Regions from separate parts of the Capsicum annuum genome. Here region 2 is linked to region 1. Evidence: chromatin contacts called from public Hi-C data. All regions are on one chromosome and are shown on one strand. The core of a region is the stretch at or near the end of the contact, and the rest is flanking DNA. Distances in the headings are between cores, read along the strand shown. Region 1 overlaps LOC107845444 (putative pentatricopeptide repeat-containing protein At5g08490). Region 2 holds the start of LOC107845265 (protein LATE ELONGATED HYPOCOTYL).

Evidence for each region. A called contact is a pair of places that touch in the nucleus more often than the background predicts.
Region 2: a contact with region 1 is called in a Hi-C map of pericarp, with 2.8 times the contacts expected there. The contact joins the promoter of LOC107845265 here to the enhancer-like site in region 1. A contact is called at or near these places in 3 of 5 Hi-C or Micro-C datasets (leaf, pericarp and placenta).

What each region holds. Positions count from the first base shown.
Region 1 is chr10:92,138,389-92,141,515 of UCD10Xv1.1, forward strand. It overlaps LOC107845444 (putative pentatricopeptide repeat-containing protein At5g08490), which reads left to right. Exons shown (of 4, transcript XM_047398062.1): 3 at 433-514; 4 at 1,466-1,757. LOC107845265 (protein LATE ELONGATED HYPOCOTYL) reads right to left here. Exons shown (of 8, transcript XM_016689487.2): 7 at 2,856-3,127; 8 at 2,137-2,768. The coding sequence ends at 2,355. Among protein-coding and RNA genes, the nearest start is that of LOC107845444, 6.9 kb to the left of the region's middle. Within about 2 kb of position 1,738, at least 4 of the 5 cell types and tissues checked have an H3K27ac peak or open chromatin away from gene starts, as enhancers often do. A contact at or near this core is called in leaf and pericarp, where this site is marked.
Region 2 is chr10:92,185,178-92,188,825 of UCD10Xv1.1, forward strand. It overlaps LOC107845265 (protein LATE ELONGATED HYPOCOTYL), which reads right to left and starts at 2,069. Exons shown (of 8, transcript XM_016689487.2): 1 at 1,751-2,069; 2 at 1,616-1,641; 3 at 1,146-1,347; 4 at 949-1,060; 5 at 580-641. The coding sequence starts at 1,184.

The sequences.
Region 1 (3,127 bases), core at 488-2,987:
CCTAACAAGCTGGATTCATTTTAGGTGATATATATGGGACATGCATCTGACATTGGGATGTCTAATTCCTAACAAGCATTAAGGTATTCTGGGGGATATTAGAAGTACCAACACCTGTATCATACCCATTGACATATGTTTGCCGTGACAAAGAGCCTACTTACATAAACAGGATTCCTAGAACGAAATACAATGCAGGTGATGTTAAAGTGACGTGCCTTATCTTTATCTACAAAGTTATCAATTGTTTGGATGTGCTAGATACCAATGATAAGATTTCTGTTGGAGATGTTGGTCCCACCTGACGGCATACTTAAACATGCAAAGTTAATTTTTTTAACGAATCAAACACATAGTATAAACTCTTGAATGTAATTATTTGGTAAAGGTTATCCCATTTTCACTTATTTCATAATGAAAATTTGACTGCAGATTGAAGACTATGCATTTCACATACAAAAGCTACCGAGTTTTGGAATTGTCTATCTAAACAAGAACAGAAATTGGCTGGCAGGTGAAGATGATTATCTTTCTATATTACTGTAATAGTGCAATGAATATGCAAGTAAGGTATTTAATATTCATCACCTGCGTTGATAGGTGCATTGATGACACGAAGGAACATCTAACTTAATCTGTTTTCTGAAAGCTGCCTCCTGGTTTCAAGTCTCATTGAAGTAATCTTCACTGAGTTTGAAGATGTACATGGGTAGGCTTCCAGTACTTCCTACAACTTAGATTGAAATAAATTCTGTTCTAGTGTCTTTCCGACCACCTTGATATGCATCTCTTTATGCATAGTTGGGTTTATCCATCTCCTTGTTTAGCTAAGAGTTCCCAAGATCCACGCCAAAAAGACGAAATAAACATCTGGATGTAATAAAAGGTCTTAAGTGATTTAAATTGTGTATGAATTATGAGGGTGCAGCAACTATAAATGTTCTAGACTTCTAGTAAATGAGCTATATCTGCAATTTGATCGTGAGTTAGATTAAGGCACGGAGCAAATGTACTCTGGTATTAGTTTATTTCCGTTGTATTTTATACATGCCATATATAGAGAATTTTGATATCTATATTGGTACTGAACTAACAGTTTCACGTCATGTAGTTCCCGAGCCTCTTCTGGACCAACATGTTATCTGCAGAAGCAAGAAACTCTTAGGAGCTTTTCAGTTTGATGGCAAACGTTCTTATGTTTTTCTTTGGAACCCTGCCTGATTGTTTTATATCCTTGACCTCCATTTCATTTTCTTTATGGACTCTTAAGACATTAATTTCTTTGATGACCCTAGAGAGGAAGATATGAAGGTTGAGGTTTAGGTAGAAGGTTAGTAGGTAGTTGAGCGATATCTAGTATTCGTAATGATATGCTTATTTCTCCCCCTTTTTCATACTTGAATTATTGAGTTTTAATTATAATATGGTGGTATCCCTCATATATTTGTTCTCTTTTTTATGCTAGACATGCAATGAATGAAATAAGGAGGAAAGACCCAAAGAATCAAGCAGAAGAGATGCAAGAGGTGAAGAAAGAAAAAAGGAAAAGTTGCACATTTGGCTGTTTGCCGAAAATAATTACAATCGTTAGTCAAGAGTGTGACCAATTTGTGAAGACTTGATGACAACATTCATGAATATGGATGAATTTTAAAAGACATGAATTCCATTGCATAGTGAGTGGTGCACCGGACTGTCCTTTTACATGAATTCTATTGCAAATTTATAATGAACGTATAAACCAAGTCTTAACAGCATTGCAAACTTGTCCAACAGTGAACCCTTAACTTATGAGATATAAACTTATGTCATGCAAAAATAATTTACCTGGAGCGGCAAACATTAAAGGCTAGCACAAAATAGAGGCAAAGTGCAAATGACCCAAAAATATATAGTAAGTATGAGGCACCAGAGAAGTATTCAACATCTTTTACAAGATTTGAAAAGCTTTTCCTTGTGGATTGTGATAAATATATTCGTATTTAAATCTGATTAGCAATAAAAATATGAATATTTTTTAAAAGAAAATTAACTAGGAACTACATGGTTTATAAAGAGAGGTTCAATTATCCCCAAAAACCCCTAAAAGAGCACAGAACAACAAATGAAATTTGTTATGAGTATCTCACACGTTAATTCTGCAGAGAAACTGGTCCAATCAAGGTCCATTCAATTTGCTATGATTGTTGAACATCCATATTTAAGTTCTTCATTCTTCAAAGTCCCTTTGCATATAACTCCAATTAAAACAGAACATAAAAATAATATGGTACACACCTTCACGACAAGTTTCGTGTACATTAGAACTAGACAATGTAACTGGGAAAAAGATAATGAACAGGAGAGATAGTGCTCTACGTAGAAGCTTCTCCTTCCAACCGAAGTCTTTTCGAGCCTTTCTCTTCATCCTGACAGCTTGCACTTGTCATCCTGCCATCATTTGCCTCCAATGAGCACCTCTTGTAAGGTTTAAATCCATTACGGCGAGCTTTCAACCTTACTTGTCCAAGTTCCATCACCGGTAGGCATTTTTCAACATCTTCTTTGTTGCCAGTTAAGAACACGTAGTCTGACATTGTTTGGTGACTGAAAAAGTTATTGGATGCCTGATCATTAAGGTCTAACTGCGATCCACATTGCACTTTCTCATCTGGCTTTTGCTTTAACTTTTCAAGAATGATCTTTCCCTTATTTTTCAGTTCAAGTGAAGGAGAAAAACTTTGAGGCAACACTTCTCTGGTGAAAAGAGCCTGGAAAGCTATCCGCCCCTGTGGAAAAGGTGAGAAGCAGAAATCATTAAAGCAGGAAAAGGAAAAGGTTACTGAAGGACTTACAAGAACTAATGCTTTCATTACCTCTTCAGAGACTTCTTTCCAAGATTCAGTTGGACTGATGAAATTTCTACCACGCCGATTCACAGCTTCACCGGTTATAAGGATAGTATTAGATTCTTGAGGCTCTTCTTTATCTTTCTCATCCTTCTCCAAAGCATCTGTCTCAATTTCACTACTTGAAGGGGTGTTGGATCCACAGGAAGAACGATCTACCTGTTTCCTGCCCTTCTCTGTGTTTGGCTCATTAATTTCAGCGGCTGCCGCTCCTTGCTCAGTATCAGTAGCTGTTAACC
Region 2 (3,648 bases), core at 819-3,318, 47 kb after region 1:
TTATTTGAGGATGCAAAAACAAGCCTAGAAGTTTTGGATTCCTGTTAGGACTGTAATTCAATTTTTGTTTTCATTTTTCTCCGTCTTTCTTATAAATATGGTTTTTTTCAGTATAAAATTTTGTTACTGGTTCAAAAAATGTAGAACAGAAACATCCAAACAAAGAGGATTGGCTAAAACATCTGAAATAGTAGAATTCACCTCTACTTAAAAGATTCAGGCTTTTAGGAGAGAGACACATTCACATTTCCTATTTATATTATGCTCTCAACACATTCACTTCTGCAGTTGTGCCTGATCCAAATAATTGTGAGTCAGGCATGTGGAAGTTTTTCTATCATAGGTGGCAAACAGACTTGAATATCATCGCCACTATTATTTATATGACTCACAACGAAGTTATCAATTTATTTATAATATGTACGCACTGACAGCAAACAATGATAACTATGTCTATAAAGTGTAATGCACACTAAAATTAAATCCTGCAACCATCAAGTAAATGATATAATAAAATTAAATCCTGCAACCATCAAGTAAATGATATAATCAAGCATAAGATCAAAGGTAGCTAATGACCTTTGTAAAAAACTTTTGCGCATGACTTCTGATCTGCACAGCAGTTTTTGTTCCTATGTGTTCTGCACAATAGCAAAAGAATAAAATAACTAAACTACCACATAAAAGCCTCAAGGTAAGAGAATACATCGACGTATAACAGATAGAATGTTGAACCCAATTCCTGAAAGACGAGATATTCAGTAGATTGAGCTGCAAGTGATAAAAGAAACATCACAAGAGTTATCAGATTAAGTTGATGGGGGCACAAACATGTGCACTAACCGATTATCTGCATATGCAGTTGTCAGGAATGATATTTATCAGAAAATTACTTAAGCTAATAGTGCAAGTTTCAACAAATAAACCGAAAGAGGAACATAAACTGACCTTCTATGCGCTGCCAAGCACGCCCATAGAGTTTCAAAGCTTCTAGGAACCTATTGTGCTCCTCCTCCGTCCATCGCTCACGTTGCTTAGTGATGGTATAAGGTTTCCTTGTCTGCAATAAAACATCAATCATTAGACTTGAATAAATAACTAGCTTATCAACCAAAGTTAAAAGTCATACACAAAAAACAAGTGACCTTAACGACAATTTCCTCCCCAGAGGAATAAGGGTCCATCAAAAGACCAAAAGTAGTAGCTAGCGTTGCTTCAAATCCTCAGGGACAAAAAGGGGATACAGAACAAATCTTCTTCTTCCGATTCTCCCCACAACATCAGTTACTATCAAATATAGCTTATCCGTGGTGTTGTAGTACAAACGAACCTGATAATGTAACACTACTGCAAAAGAGAGCAACATGTAATAAACAGACATTGTATAATGATCCACCTGCGTTTCTCCATATCGCAATACCTTAATTTAAATAAAAATAATTTTTAAAAATCATAAATATCTCAGACCTTTCTCCAGATTCTAAAACTCATAGCAAATACTACTATCTGCTAAATTAATTTTCATTTTTCTCAAATAATAATATTCTTCAAATTAAATCACAATCCACCAGCATAGACGTAGTAGACAGAAAATTCCTTATCCAGAATTGCTCACCAAAACGAACCGCATGATTCCTAAACCTTTAACAAAATTAAGCAATTCAGCATCAACTTCAAAGTCAGTCAAAAGAAAAAAAAAATCAAATCTCAAAAAGAAAACACAAAAACCCTAGAAATTCGGAAAAAGTACCTTCGAAGAAAGCCATATTGTAAGAAGACACTAGTAGCTTCGGTCATGCATGAAGTGAAAACTCATCCACCGCACATAGTTTTTTTGGTTAATATACTGGGTATGTTGTTGTTGTAATAGAATGACGCGGATCGACCAATCAACAAGTCAAAATAGCAGAATAAGCACACAGAGTATGAGAGAGCAACAGAGCAGCAGAAGAAGAAAGAAGAAAAGTTGAAGATGAAGAAGCACCAACAATTAAGAGGTTTTTGATTTTTCAATAAATGTGGAAAAAAATCTCAGCCACTAACTAGTTTTCGTCTAATAAATTTATTTTTCGATAAATAGAAATACAGAACAAATAACAAATAAATTAGAGGCTAGCAAAATACTAAGGGGAAAAATCCACGTGGATGTTTACGATTTGTCCAAAGGCCATTAAAGTGGGTCCCGCCTTGCACTTTTTCGAAACGATAGAAAGTGGAAGGGTTGCAAATCGTAATCTTAGCCACAAATTCGGTGTGACCAGTTGGGTACTGAGTTAGTGAGTTAACTCCATGAGTTAAGAAAAAAGGTTAAGAAAAGTGCTGCCACGTAAGCAATATGGGGCCCGATGGATGACGTGGCTTTTTGGGAAGCGCGTGTGTTATTGTTGCCAAGGAGTTCGTGAGGTCAAAATTGGTTAATAGGGAAATGTGGTTGATGAAAATGCCACTTGGCGATTATTGCTTTTTTGAAAAAATATTAAGTTCACGAATCTTCCAAGTGTTTATTTTTTTTATAAAAGTAGAAATAATGTTTATTTAATTTAAAAAGGAAATCCAAATGCTATAGTCAACAAAACTTAACATTAAACTTCTTTTTATCTCCATCTCAATTCATATTATTGTTTCTCACAGGTCACAGCAATTTTGGTACTACTCCCCTCCCTTCAACAATACTTATTGATTTAATAGATATTTAGTCATGAGTATTTAAAAAATTTGGAGTTAGAGTTGGAGTTGGAGTTGGAATTAGAATTGAAGTTAAAGTTGTATTTGATCATATCTTTTTGAAAAAAAATTTATACTTTTGAAAAGACTTTTTTAAATATAATTTTATATTCCTAATTTTTAAAAACTATCAAAATCCTTCACTTAACTAATTTTCCTACAAGATATCAAACGTGAGAAGAGACAATAATGTTGTCTTTGTTGTTGGTGTTGCAAAGAAAACAATTGAAGGTGTCTTCAATTTTGAGATCTTTTATCGATGGAAGTAGAAAAAAGTGAGCAATGTGGTAGTTAGGCATTTGGTTGGTTGAAATTAATAAGGTGTTTTTATAAAAATTAAAAAAAAAAAAAAGGGTCATTTGTAACAACAAATAAAGTTGAAATTAAATTTGAAATTCTCGTGGCCAAACACCCTAATTTTCACGACAGTGAAATAATTTTTCGGAGAAAAATGAAAAATTTTATGGCCAAGCGGGTCCTTCGCACATTTATTAATAAATAATAAATAATAGAAATAATTTCACTATATCTGTTACAAATGTATTATCATATATAGTGAATGTTTATTTATGAAGTTAGAAATTCAACTTCTGGAATAAAGTTAGTTTTCCCCTATAAATAAAGAGATTTTCCTTCGTTGTAATTAACTCTTCAAGAAATCTCTCGAGAGAAATAAGAATCACTTTCTCTTTTCTCCATTCTTCTTCTTATTATTTTATATTTCATAACATGTTATCAATACAAAACTGTAACCAACTTAGTCATTGAGGCCATGGTATATTATGAGATTGACAAAGCCAATTGCTCTTATTTTGATTGGGGATTGCTTAGGTACTACTTGTTAAAGAGCACTAACAAAAAGTTAGTGAATATAACAAAAGGTTAGTATGTCCTTCATATTTTATGTTTTTGAAATTTTGTTAT